Regions from separate parts of the Ovis aries genome. Here region 1 is linked to region 2. Evidence: chromatin contacts called from public Hi-C data. All regions are on one chromosome and are shown on one strand. Each heading gives the region's core, a stretch centred on a gene start, on an enhancer-like site or on the middle of the called end of the contact. The rest is flanking DNA. Distances are from core to core; before and after follow the strand shown. Region 1 overlaps PPP2R2B (protein phosphatase 2 regulatory subunit Bbeta). Region 2 overlaps PPP2R2B (protein phosphatase 2 regulatory subunit Bbeta).

What was found. Hi-C and Micro-C count contacts between places; a contact is called where the count stands out from the background.
Region 1: a contact with region 2 is called in a Hi-C map of liver, with 2.6 times the contacts expected there. The contact joins two enhancer-like sites. A contact is called at or near these places in 2 of 16 Hi-C or Micro-C datasets (liver and mixed tissues).

Annotation. Positions count from the first base shown.
Region 1 is chr5:55,932,338-55,938,703 of ARS-UI_Ramb_v3.0, forward strand. All of the region lies in intron 2 of PPP2R2B (protein phosphatase 2 regulatory subunit Bbeta), which reads right to left. Among named protein-coding and RNA genes, the nearest start is that of TRNAF-AAA, 12 kb to the right of the region's middle. Within about 2 kb of position 3,319, at least 14 of the 54 cell types and tissues checked have an H3K27ac peak or open chromatin away from gene starts, as enhancers often do. A contact at or near this core is called in liver, where this site is marked.
Region 2 is chr5:55,700,561-55,706,973 of ARS-UI_Ramb_v3.0, forward strand. The region is part of intron 2 of PPP2R2B (protein phosphatase 2 regulatory subunit Bbeta); the gene reads right to left. Among named protein-coding and RNA genes, the nearest start is that of TRNAF-AAA, 240 kb to the right of the region's middle. Within about 2 kb of position 3,606, at least 3 of the 54 cell types and tissues checked have an H3K27ac peak or open chromatin away from gene starts, as enhancers often do. A contact at or near this core is called in liver, where this site is marked.

The DNA.
Region 1 (6,366 bases), core at 2,069-4,568, 230 kb after region 2:
TTTGATGGACAAGACACAAAAGGAAACCAGCGATTACAGTAATGATCTATTCAAGTCCTATGGTGTATCAAACGCTTTGACAGACTTGGGAACTCCACGAGGACAGGATCTCTGCCTCATTCTGCTTTGTCTCCACCCAGTCCCTAAGCCAGTGCCCGAAGGAAGGAGAGAACACAACAACTTATGAGTGAGCAGATGGAACGGAGGAGGTGAGGCAGGGAGTCAGAGGCAGGGTCGGAATCAGCCAGGGATTGGGGCACAGAAGACAATGGAAAGATCCCTGAAGGTGGGTATTAAAAAACGAAGGATTTGCAGACATGAGCCAGGTAAGGAGTAGGGTGGGGAGAATGGAAATGCAGGAACAGAGATGTGCACGAGAGCACCATGAGTTGTGATGCTGATGACAGGCCTCTGCAAGCCTGTTTAGATTTGTCTGGAGACACATGGAAATGTGAACCAGCTGACATACAGAAGGCAAGGAAGACTAGAAGCAGACGGGTGGCCACAGCGAGAGACAGAGCTCAGGGGGTCCTCAGGAGCCAGATCACGGCTCTCAAGCTAAGGACTGTCAACCTGACTCCAAAAGCCACAGAGAGGTCATCAGTAGGTTTTAAGCAGGGAAACATCATTAACAATTTTAGTTGATTGGAAAAGTTGTGACCCCTCTTCCCTAACCTGTTATAGGCATGGATTTGTTAGATAATATTGCAAACAGTTGTGTTAAGGTTTATCAATTGTGGTCATCCTATTTCTAGCTCTAGACCGACTGTCTTTAAGTCCCTCTCCTAAGCTCCTCCTTTGCCTCCCTTGGCCCTAGTGGGACTAGCCAGGATGATCCAAGGCCCTTTTACTGCTCCTCCTTAGAAGCAGTTTCATCCATCTGATCTATTATCTCACCCTACACCTGTAGCAGCACTGGGAAAAAAGACAAACACATGCTCTGGTGAATGAAAATCACTCAGAATCTCAACAGGGCAGGAGAGGACTAGCAATTGGAGTGAAAGCCACCAGACCTCAATGTAAAAGGGCCAGGTTGTACAGACAAACCTAAACAAATTAGAGTCAGAGCTCAGTTCAACATCTCTCAAGCAGAGCATCAGCCCTAAATCCCAGGTGATAGGTTTTCACACATTTGAGGAAGATAAGCTCTCAATTTCTTAAGCTACAAACAATAGGTTTTATTTCTAGCATGTCGAAGCTGCAAGTCTTTCCTCGCTGTGTGTGATTCCCCCTATAATATACCCTAGTATACTCCATGCTTTTTTCTGTTTTCTGGCATTTTGGTATTTTCTGACTGTAAAAGCAAGTTATGCTAAAAATTTACACAAGACAGAAAAAATGATTTAAGCAAAAATTATTCTTCACTTCACCAATCAGGTCAACCAAGCACAACATTTTTAACTCTTGTCCCAACTTTTGTCCTCACATGTACATGAAGTTATTGTTATTATTGTTTAGCTATTATTGTTGTCTTTTAAACAAATATTAGTTGGGTAATTTGCTTTCTTCTACTAAGTATTCTGTAGCTATGCTTTACATTGCGATTTCTAAAGCCTGAAGAATATTCCATTATGTGGATATACCATAATTTTATCAATCTCCTCTTCATAGACATTAGAATTATTCATAACCACCAGAAAGTTTATGAAAAAGGCAGACTGTGATGAACACCCATGTAGCTAAAATTTCTTAACATTTCTGTGATTATTTAAAATTCAAGAAGTATAACTGTGAAACCAAATGATATGCATGTTTAAAACTTGCTACATATGCTACATATCACTGAATTGCCCTCTCAAAGGATGGTATCCATGTAGCATCTTCCTTTGGTTGTCCAGTGGTTAAGACTTGGTGCTTCCACGACAGGGGGCAGGTCTGATCCCTGGTTAACATCCTGCATGCCATGTGGCACAGTCAAAAAATAAAGACAATAAAGCATGGTATTGTCTTCAAAACATTCCTGTTTTTAAAAAATTGACCAAAAGTGTCCATTGTATACCATCTTTACCTGCTTTAGGTATTATCATTTGTTCTAACTTTTGCCTACCTGACAGGTGGAAATCAGCATCACCTGATTTCAATTTTTTGATTAGTGGTGAGCTTGAACACCTTTTCCTGTGATTACTAGGCATTTATTCTCTTATGAATTGCATTTTCATGTCTTCTGCTCATATTCCTGTTTGATGATGCTTTTTCTATTATATTAAGAGTATTAGGGAGGCTCAAGAGGGAGGAGATATATATACACACATGTCTGATTCATGTTGTACGGCAGAAACCATCAACACTGTAAAGCAACTATCCTCAAATTAGAAATAAAGAATATTAACCCACCAAAAATTTATTTTATAGATAGGAAATTATAATTGGGTCCAGTTACCTACAGAGACTTTCCACCCTACCCTCTGTTAGGCACATACATACCTCTAGGTGTGTCCCTAGAGCACTGACTGTATTATGAAGTCATCATCTAAGGTATTTCAGAAAGAAAGAAGCCTGGCAAAGCTTATTCAGCTAGTCTGGGATTCGTGCGCTTACACAGCCCTCTCTGTGCTTGAAGGAGAAAGGAAAGAGTCGATCACCTCACTCCCAACCCCCACTCCCATTCCAGGTCTTTTAGAGCTTGTTCTGTGCATCCGTTCACGTGGGGGCCTTTCTTTACATTCCCGGGTTCTGCATTTTAGGAGCACTAGAAGTGTGAGGAACATTATGCTTATATTTTGGGTCAGTTCAGGGCCTAACACCTCTCCAAAATCCTCACTCTGCTGCCAGTGCTCCCCTTTGTCTTTTAGGTGAGGGAAAGGAGGATCTCGCACAGAGAGGCAGAGAGGGCTGGGCAGCGGGAGGGGGAGGGAGGGAGGGACAAAGGCCCAATCAGAAATACCGTTTCAGAATTACAAGCACAGCCTGTCCTATGATCACGCTCATTACACAGGTAGCAAAGGAACCTGCCAGACGCCACACAACTAAAGAGTGGCAGAGCTGGGATTGGAACTCAGGCCTCTATGAATCCAAGTTCAGAGTGAGTGAGTGAGTGAGGGAGTGAGGGAGTGAGGGAGGGAGTGAGTGAGTGAGTGAGTGAGTGAGGGAGTGTGTATGCGTGCGTGTGTGTGCGTGCACGCGCGTGTGTGTCCAATGCCTCGTAAATCACCACGTCTGCTTACTCTGGTTTTTATAAGTAAGTGATTCAAGGCTCAGGGGACTATGCCACTGGCCTGTGGCCCTCAGACTTTCTTGGCAAAGCTGATGGAGCACACAGGCCTCTGACCAGCAGGCCACAGCTGGTTCCCTTCACCGTGCTGACTCATCTTTGAGAAGATGATGCAATTTAATGAGAAAACATTAAATGTGTACAGATTGGACTGGGGCTGTTCTGTTATTTCAGGACATGTTGGATAAAGTGAGCTAAACCCCAGGCTCTTTGCAGAGCTCCCTACCAAGGGGTATTTCCTGGGAGTCTTTCTAAAACCCTCTGTGGTAGTTATAACCTGGTGTCAGTTATGTTCAAATAAAAGTCAGCATAAACAATTGCTGTGTGTGAGTTGCTGTCTTTATGGTGGTTCAGTGGGGTTAAACCTGGGCTGATATCACATGTGAAAATGTCTCCCAGACTCTGCTCCCAGTCCCTCCTCTTGGTGCCACAGGAAGCGGGGCTCTGTGCAGTAGGGAGTGGGGTGTTCCTTCTCTCCCCTGCTCCTACCTGCTCACCTTTCACAGGCTCACTGCCTCCTCTGCCAGGTTAGTTCTCCACTCACACTTGGATTTTCTTATTCTTTAAATATGCAGTCAGCTGAGCAAATCCGGTTAGTCGGGGCTCCATTTTTTTTTTCCTCCATGTGGCTTAAACAAATTGTTTTGCACAAATTTGGCACCCTCCATTTTTTATCCATCTTTTCCCATAGGTAATACTACTATCCCAATTTTTCCATAATGCCGTTATTGCCCTTGTAAAGAGTCTGAAGGTCAATGGAGAAATTTGCCTAAAGTCACACCACTGACACATCACACAGCCTGAGTTCAAATCCATTTATATGAGTCCCCAAATTTCAGCTCTAGAGACCCTAGCTCCCTAACTCTTTGTACTCAAAGTTTACCATCTTTGCTAACTTCCAAAATAGTGAATAAAGACTTATACTCCAAAAAAAGATGACTGAGAAACTGCCTGAGTTTTTGGATCTCATTTGGAAGGTTTCACAAAGATGGAGGTTTCACTACGATGGATAATTGCCCTTTTTGAGACAAAGAATGAGATAGTTTGATGGCATCACTGACTCAATGGACATTAATTTGAGTAAACTCTGGGAGTTGGTGATGGATATGGAGGCCCGGCGTGCCGCAGTCCAGGGGATTGCAAAGAGTTGGGCATGACTGAGCGACTGAACTGAACTGAGGCTGCATCTCCTCTGATGAGATCTGATCTCCTCTAGGCAGGTGAGCCTTCCAAAGGCTGATTCTAAACTAGTTGTACATGGAACTCCAAGACAGTTTTGTTTTGTCCATACCTCTGTGAAGCAGTTCCTAAGTATGCTTCCAAAACATGCATCCTAGGAGACACTCCTAAACATGGGGTTACATGACTAAATACTTCAGGGAACAGAGATAAATTAAGTCATTGTTTCCCATTTATGTTCTATTAAACACTGTTGTGTGAGCTTGTAATAGATGTGGCTAGATGTGGTAGAGAGAAAACAAGTTGAGATCAAATAATTTTGGCTCAGCAAACTGAATGTTCTGATTCCCTCTTGGAGATTCCTGGTAAATGTTAATACATGAAAGATTCTGACAAGTCCTGTTAAAATTTATTCTGTTTTTTTATTTGATGCTTCTCAGATATATTTGATCTTAGGGCCTTTCTTCATCATGCAGCTCTAGCTCACAAAGACCCACTCTGGACAGGCTTCTGGTGTGCATTTCAGTTTGAAATTGTGCTTTAAAGGGAGTTAGTGGAGGGACCCCTTTGGAGAACTTAGGCGTGATTCTGTTATAAGCTAGTTGAATGACTGTGACTCACTCCTTTCTGGGCCTTAGTTTCCCTATCTGTAAAATAAAAGTTTTGTACAAGATTGTCTTTAACTTCCTTCCAGTTCCAACATATTATCATCTAAACCCATGGAATTTGTGAGGCCACAAACCAAATTATCATGATAAACTATATATTTATATCTCCTTAATCTCATTCAGTCACCCAGAGACAAAATGATAATGATCCTTTTCAAGCTATAGAAATCTTAAGTATATAAATATTAATTTGCCTCTATCTGCTAGTAGATTGCAGAAAGTAATGGAATTACACGATCGTTTACTTTTCTAGAGCTCTGAGGCTTTTCGTGATCAGCCAGTTTCCAGGACAATGAGAAAGTCCCTAGACTCTCCAGAGAGGTCCTAGTGAAGCTCGGTATGACCTTGAGCAGCAGCTTTACCTCTCTGTGATTTACATTCTTCATCTTAGAAGTAAAATTGCCGTTTACTGTAAGATATTTTGTGAGGACTATCAGTCATGGTAAAACCAAACCAAACCAAACCAAACCTGTGTCCTCTGGATATTTGTTTGCCACTCCTCCAAGTTCAAAAGTGTTTCTAATCCCACTCCCTTCAATCCAGCTCCCAGCCATTCCTAGGTGGCTGCTACATAAATCCTCCATTTGATAGTATTAATGCTAGTATAGTATGGATGGGGCTTCCTAGGTAGCTCAGTGGTAAAGAATCTGCCTGCCAGTGAAGCAGACGTGGGCTTGATTCCTGGATTAGGAAGATCCCCTGGAGAAGGAAATGGCAACCCATTCCAGTATTCTTGCCTGGAAAATTCCATGGATAGGGGAGCCTGGCAGGCTATAGTCCATGGAGTTGTAAGGAGTCGGACAGGACTGAGCAACTAAACAACGTGATATGGATGAGAATATGACACCTTAACATGGGAGACAATTTGCTTTGTTTTAATGATACTTATCTTAGTAATAATCATTATTCTTAAAATAAAGAGCAAGATAGTGTGATGGGTAATAGTGAGACTTTGACATCAGACAAACCTGGGTTTGAACCCACCAATGTCATGTATTAGCTGAGCATCCCAAGGCAGGCTGCTAGTCTCTGAGCCTCAGATTCTTCATGTATACAGTAGGAATAATTTGACTCACTACAAAGCTGGTGCAACAATGCAACATCGTAATTTTTGTAAAGCTCTTAGAACAGCACCTGGGCATGTGTGAGCTCCGTTATATCATTTAAAAACATTATCTGCTTATTTCACCCATAAAAGAAAAAAAGAAGGGCCAGAAGAAAACTGTCACAGTACCAAGACCAAGAATCCTGCACAGCCATAGAAAGGATAACTGTAATTAGTGCTCATAGCAAATGTTCATTAGGCAG
Region 2 (6,413 bases), core at 2,356-4,855:
CAGCTCTGAGGATGTATCAGAAGGGTCCCTTAGGAGACGTGCATTACTGGTGGGTCAGTCAGATCCAAACAAAATCAAAAGTGAATGAGGTGGTAGCAGGGTTATGAATGGGGAATTGAGTTAGAGGATGAGTGGGAACAGGTATTATTTGATTTTTGAATGTGAGACCCAGTGTTTCAAAACATGGGAGGAAAAACAGTCTCAGTGGAGGGAATAGATAAATGAGAACCGTGAAGGAGGAAGGAGCTGGGCAAGTTCAGGAGCTGATGGACCACGGCAGAGAGATGGGCTGGGTGTGTTCTGGCCATGGGCAAGTGTTATGGTTTTGTTCTGCATGGAAAGGGAAGCCACAGAAGGGTGTGAGGCAGAGGGGTAACATGGTTTCATAGAGATTATTTAAATATATGGCATTCAATACAAATTTAACATATGTAATTGTACCATGGATAAATATCTATTATACGCCCATACACATATATATGAAGAGAGTACTGGCTTTCACGTGGGCTGAGGATTGGGGAATGGGGTGACTAGAGCAGGAACATGATAACTGAAGAGACACCTGCCAGCAGAAAACTACAAAGTGCCAGTGGTGTTCAGAGGTACGATGTGGAGAAGCAGAGAAGGGGGCACCATCTGAGGTGACCTTGAAGAGGGCATTGCTTTTAGACCTGCAGAGGTGTCAGGAAAACCCAGAGAGCATTGCTAATTGATGTATATCTTGCAAAGAGGCCATATATTAATAGATGTTCCCTTGCAGTGTCCCAAATTTATATATGGATCTTGGAAATCTGCAAACAGGTGAAATCTGGGAGAGGGAGCATTTGTGTATCTCCTGTATTCCAAGTTACAGGGCACTTAAAAACTACTCTGTGGAACCCAACGGCAAGGAAGGTCCAGAAATAACCATGACTTGTCTGCACTCAAGTGCAACTCATTGCCTTGACTTCGCCTTGGCTTCTGAAGGCCAAGGAAACCCACAGAGCCTGACTTCCATTTTCCACAAGGCACTGAGGTCAAAGGGAACCTTTCCATGCCTTGAACTGAACCTGAGTAAACACAGGCAGGCTGATATCCAAATGAAAATGACCCAGGAAGGACACGGAGCTCCCCGTGCCTGCTGCATCAGCAAGTCCAGACAAAGACCTCAAGTAGTGATACTATTCCTGGATTCATTTTGCCCGCATCAGTGTTCTGTTTATGCCCTATTTCTGCCTGGTGGGCCACCTGCACCTCTCAATACACACATCTGAGATGTTAGCACTGCTGAGAGTTGCTCATACAAGCATTCTCTTTGGATCAGAGCTTTACAATGGTCATATGATTGAAATTCCAAATGACTGTCCCAAAGGTTAACCCACAGCAGCAAAAGAACGTGTCAACTAGTCTCAGAAGAGCTGGGTTCAAGTCTCAGCTCTGCCATTAACCAGCTTCATGATTCTGGGCAAGAACCCACATCTTATGAATTTCAGTTTCCTCTGGGTTGCAAGTTGCCAACATCTACCCCAGATATCTGTCAGGAGGATTAACTATAATGCCATTCCCTTCTCCAGGGGATCTTCCCAATCCAGGGATCCAACCGAGGTTTCCTGCATTGCAGGCAGAATTTTTTTATCATCTGAGACACCAGGAAAGCACAACTATAATGCACATGAGGGTATTTTATCAAATTCATAAAATACAAGTATGGTACTATCATCAATACTGTCAAATAACATCAAATGTTTGCACAGTACTGAACAATGTTTAACTATTTTCGTTTGCTGTATTTAGTTAGCCAACAAAGGAGGTCTTCACTAAGTTGGTTCTTTAAGAGGCACAAAATCTTGTCTGATTTTTGTTCCCCAGCAAAGTACCAGCACTTCATAGGTGCTCGATAAACCAGTGCTGAATGAAAGAAGGAAGAATGAACAAAACCACGCCAGGGAATGGACAAACATCCCTTTGTGGGAGACACAGAATATCACTCCTATTTCACCTGTCTGGATTCCGGCAACAGCTGGGTTTAGCAGTGCCATGAACTAAAATTTCACAGTTACATTTATGACGGAATAGGGCCTAATCCTGCCTTTCTAGCATCCTAAATTGGTCCACTTTGGTCTCTGTTTTCTCCTACTTGGAATGTTTTTTCAGTGAAGTGAAAGCGCACTGCTTTCCTATTGCAGTCTTTCAGTTCTCTCTCTTAAGCCATCTGCTCCTTTATGTCAAAACTTATTGATTTTATTTGAAAACTTTTAATTAGAAGCTTCCAGGCAGTGGCAGAGTTAAGTTTAGATACTTCCAGCTTGTCTCATCCTCAGCAGCTGCAGTAAGGCAATAAGGCTTATGATTTAAGTTCATTATTATCTTCATGTTGATGTCATTTTGTTTTCCCTTGCTATTTCATTGTTCCAGTAAGTTACATAAGGCTTAATAGCCACCAGATTAATACTGCTTCTTAGAAATGACCTTCCAGGGATTTTTTCCTTATGTGATCAGATGCTGGCGAAGCTATAATAAGTAATAGATGTCCCCATTCTACTTCACCTTTAACCCAAAGACTACAGAAAACTTTACAAACATTAATTAAGCCAATCTCATTACACTCCAGGAGAAAGGAATTATCCACTGCAGAAAACTAAAACTGAGTTTAAAGTCACCTCCACAACATATTTAGTGTCAGGCAGTAAGCAAGAGAATTACATCTGTTCTATGCTATCAAAGAACTGTCTCCACCTTTCTCTCTGTGGGCTTGGAAAGTTCCTATTCATCCTACAAAACTCTGCTTGGTTATCACCTACCTCGGGAAGCCTCTCTTACTTTAACTTCCAGGTCCAATTAGGTGCATCCCATCTCCTTTCTATTCTACTGTAAGCATCTTCACAGAACCCTCATTAAATGTTTTTGAGATTGTATTCTCACTTATCTCTCTTCCCAGGCTTCAGTTTACTAAGGATATGTACTCATTTTTCTCACCAAAGATGTGCAATTTATGCAAAATTAATTATTTTAGTTCCCCCCACCCCCAAGGTTATCCCATAGTCTGGCACATAACAGACATTCATGTTTGTTTAACAGGACTGGATTCCTGTTTTTGTTTATAATAGACTTTATCTTTTTGAGCAGTTTTGTAACAGTTTTAGGGTCACAGAAAAATTGAACAGAAGGAACAGAGATTTCCCTCCTCTCTCCTGCCCGTCCATGTCCCCCTCACATGGGCTTCTCAAGCATCAACATCCCTCACTAGAGTGGTGGTACAGTGTTACAGTGGATGAACCTGCATGGACACATCACCGCCGACCAGAGTTCATGGTTTACATTAGGGTCCACTTGGTGGGTCTGGAAAAGTGGAGAATGACATGTCTCCCCATGGTAGTATCAGACAGAGTAGTTTCACTGCCCTGAAAACTCTGTGCTGTGCAGAATTCCTTTATCAATCACCAAAGCATACTTTCTGTAGTGTGGCCAGAAATCTCTTAGCTTGTTATTTAGCACCAAATTGATAAGACAAAACAAAACAGGGCAACACAGCCTGTTGTAACTTCTCTGTAAAGTACACAGACTGGTGCCTTGAAGAACTTACCGTTCCTCCTGGTCTGGATCACAGTGAATGAAACAGCTGCTCTCTGTCTGCCCTGTAAGTGTCCCTAGGTTCTAAAAGATTTGATACCACACAGAGCCTGGACCAGTGGCCCTCATTCTGTTTTGTACAGCAACATACAAGGAAGAAGTGTCCATGTGAGATGCTCTGATTAATCACCCATTTTTCCTTTCTTCTTTAACTTGAGAGAGAGGGCATAGGGACAGAATTGAGAGGGAGGGAGAGTATCACAGTTATCCGAATCCACTGTAATTTATATAAAAAAGCAAAACATTTGCTTTAGCTGTTGTTAGCAGTTAATGATTATGAGAAGGCTAAAGATTACCAAGAGTGTGTTGCGATAGCATACTTGTGCCTGGCAGCCTGCAACTTGCCTCTGTAGACACTGAGAGCAGCCAATGTTCTTAAATAACTTTGGGGTAACAGGAAAGGTATGTCTCATTGAAGCAGACAAACCTTTTCTATATACAAGAAAAAAATTAAATGAGATAATTGCAAGCAAAGCATTTAGCCCAGCATGGAACAAATATCAAACGTCCAAGGAATTCAGCTTTTCTGTAAGAACAACGTTACTAATTCTTGTTTATTGAGTGCTTATTCAGTGCCAGGAACTACACCAAGTGGTGTGTATGAACCCTCTGAATATTCCCAACAAACCTATGAGGTGTTGTTCTAATCATATTTCACAAATAAAGTAAATGGAATTTACATATTTTTTTCACTGGGTCTCAGCTACTCATAGTAAGTGGGAAACTGGGTTTAGTTGCCTCCAGAGCCTAATAACCTAGCCTGTCTCTTTTGCAGCAAACAAGTGGCACCTATTAAGTGCTTGTGTGCCCTACCATGTTATGCAGCTGCTCTACAGATGACATGAACACTGCCCTCAAGTAACTTCTGGCTCAGCTGGAAAGGGCAGACAACATACCCAAGTGAAAGCTAAGAGGCTATTGTAAAACAGTACATGAAAGATGGTCATTTTGAGACATTAGTCTGCCATCTTCCTATCTGCCGACTTTCCAAATAAAGTCATTATTCTTTGCCTCAAAAAAAGAGACATTACTTGGTGAACTGCCATTTAAAATTTTAATCTAAATAGGCTCTGGGTTTAAGGAAAGAAGAGACCAAGGGGCTGGTGGGGTCAGGAGACCCTTCAGAACTTGAGATACATCTGGGTCTATCCATATGGTCTATATGCTTGGTTGTGATTTTGTGGGTGGGAAATATATTAGGACTACTTGGAGGGGGCTTTCTAAACTCTACTCCCCTCACCCTTAAGACACATACTTGAAAAATTACTATTGACGTCTGCCATGGGTTTTGATAGAAATAACTAGAGGGTAGTGTTGTGAGTCTGGAGGGCTTCCCAGGGGGCTCAGTGGTAAAGAATCCATCTGCCAATGCAGGAGACACAGGAGATGTGGGTTGGATCCCTAGGTCAGGAAGATCCCTTGGACAAAGAAATGGCAATCCAATCTAGATCCTGCCTGGGAAATCTCATGGACTGGAGAGCCCATAGAGAACTCTATGGGCTACAGTCCACAGAGCCTCAAAGAGTCAGACACAACTAAGTGAGAGAGCATGCACACACACACATTGTGAGTCTGGGCTCTGCAGTTCAAATTTGGACTGTGTCCAGTCTCTCTTTGAATCTCAGTTTTCCTATCTAGAAAATGAGGAAAATAATTACAGTAATGAGAAAATGTATGGAAAGCCCCTTGAACAATGCCTGGTGGGTAGTGAATGGTCAATGTATGATGGCTAATAGTAGTAGTTCTCTGGCTTGATGATGGAGAAAACGGTGGGAGTCACTGATCTAAGATACCCGTCAGATAGCAAACTTCTCTGAGTTCTCTGTAGGACCCGCGCAGCAGCAAAGAAGCTTAGGAGGAAGTGACAAGCACTACATTTTCCATTTATTTTAGGGCTTACACCTTCTAGTCTAAACCCACCTTAGACTGATGGCTCTTCTTAAACAGCTCCAACTCCAAATGGCCACTTAACATAATGGAACGCTATGATTTTATATGACATGCTCTTGGGACTGGCAGAATTTCTTGAATGAATAAAATGTTAAAGAGAAAAAAGTTAATGATGTTGGCTAAAATATAAGAATGGTTTACTGAAGGATATTGGATAATCTTCCAGATGAGAAATTTTGAGAAGAGACAATACAACTGAACAATATGGGCTCAAGTGTACGACTATCTCTGGATTTGCGCAAGCATTTCCTGGATGCTTCACACTTCCCACCTATTAAATGAGGACAGTAATAGTACTGACAGCTCTATATGAAAAGCTGTGGGAACTAAATAAGATCATGAATATAAAGTACTTAGCCTTGTGCCAGGCATATAAATAGGACTCAAGAAATAATCAGCACGCTTGCTATTTCAGGTGCTAGGTGAAGATTCTGGGCTACAAAGATGAATAAAATGCCTAAGAGTTCTCATAACAGTTTCTAGTAGTTGTTTCTCAGATGTTTGCAAACGCTTTCTGGACAGAGTTCTCGTCTAATCTATACTATCCATCCCTATCCATCCAGAGTCAAGCACAGAAGTGAAGCACAGTATGTTCTTAATCGTTGTGACTTGAGTGAATGAACAGGTGCATGCGATCTAATCCTTGTGCTTAAGAAACTCAGAGGTGGGACGAGAAACAGGTGGATAAGAAGTTACAATGTAGTAAAGCTGTTATGGTCAAGATGAACTCATCTGCAAAATAGTAATAGAATCACAGATGTAGAGAACAAACATATGGATGCCAAGGTGCAGGGGTGGTAGGGCGAACTGGGAGATTGGGATTGACATAGTCGCTACTATGGATAAGATTGATA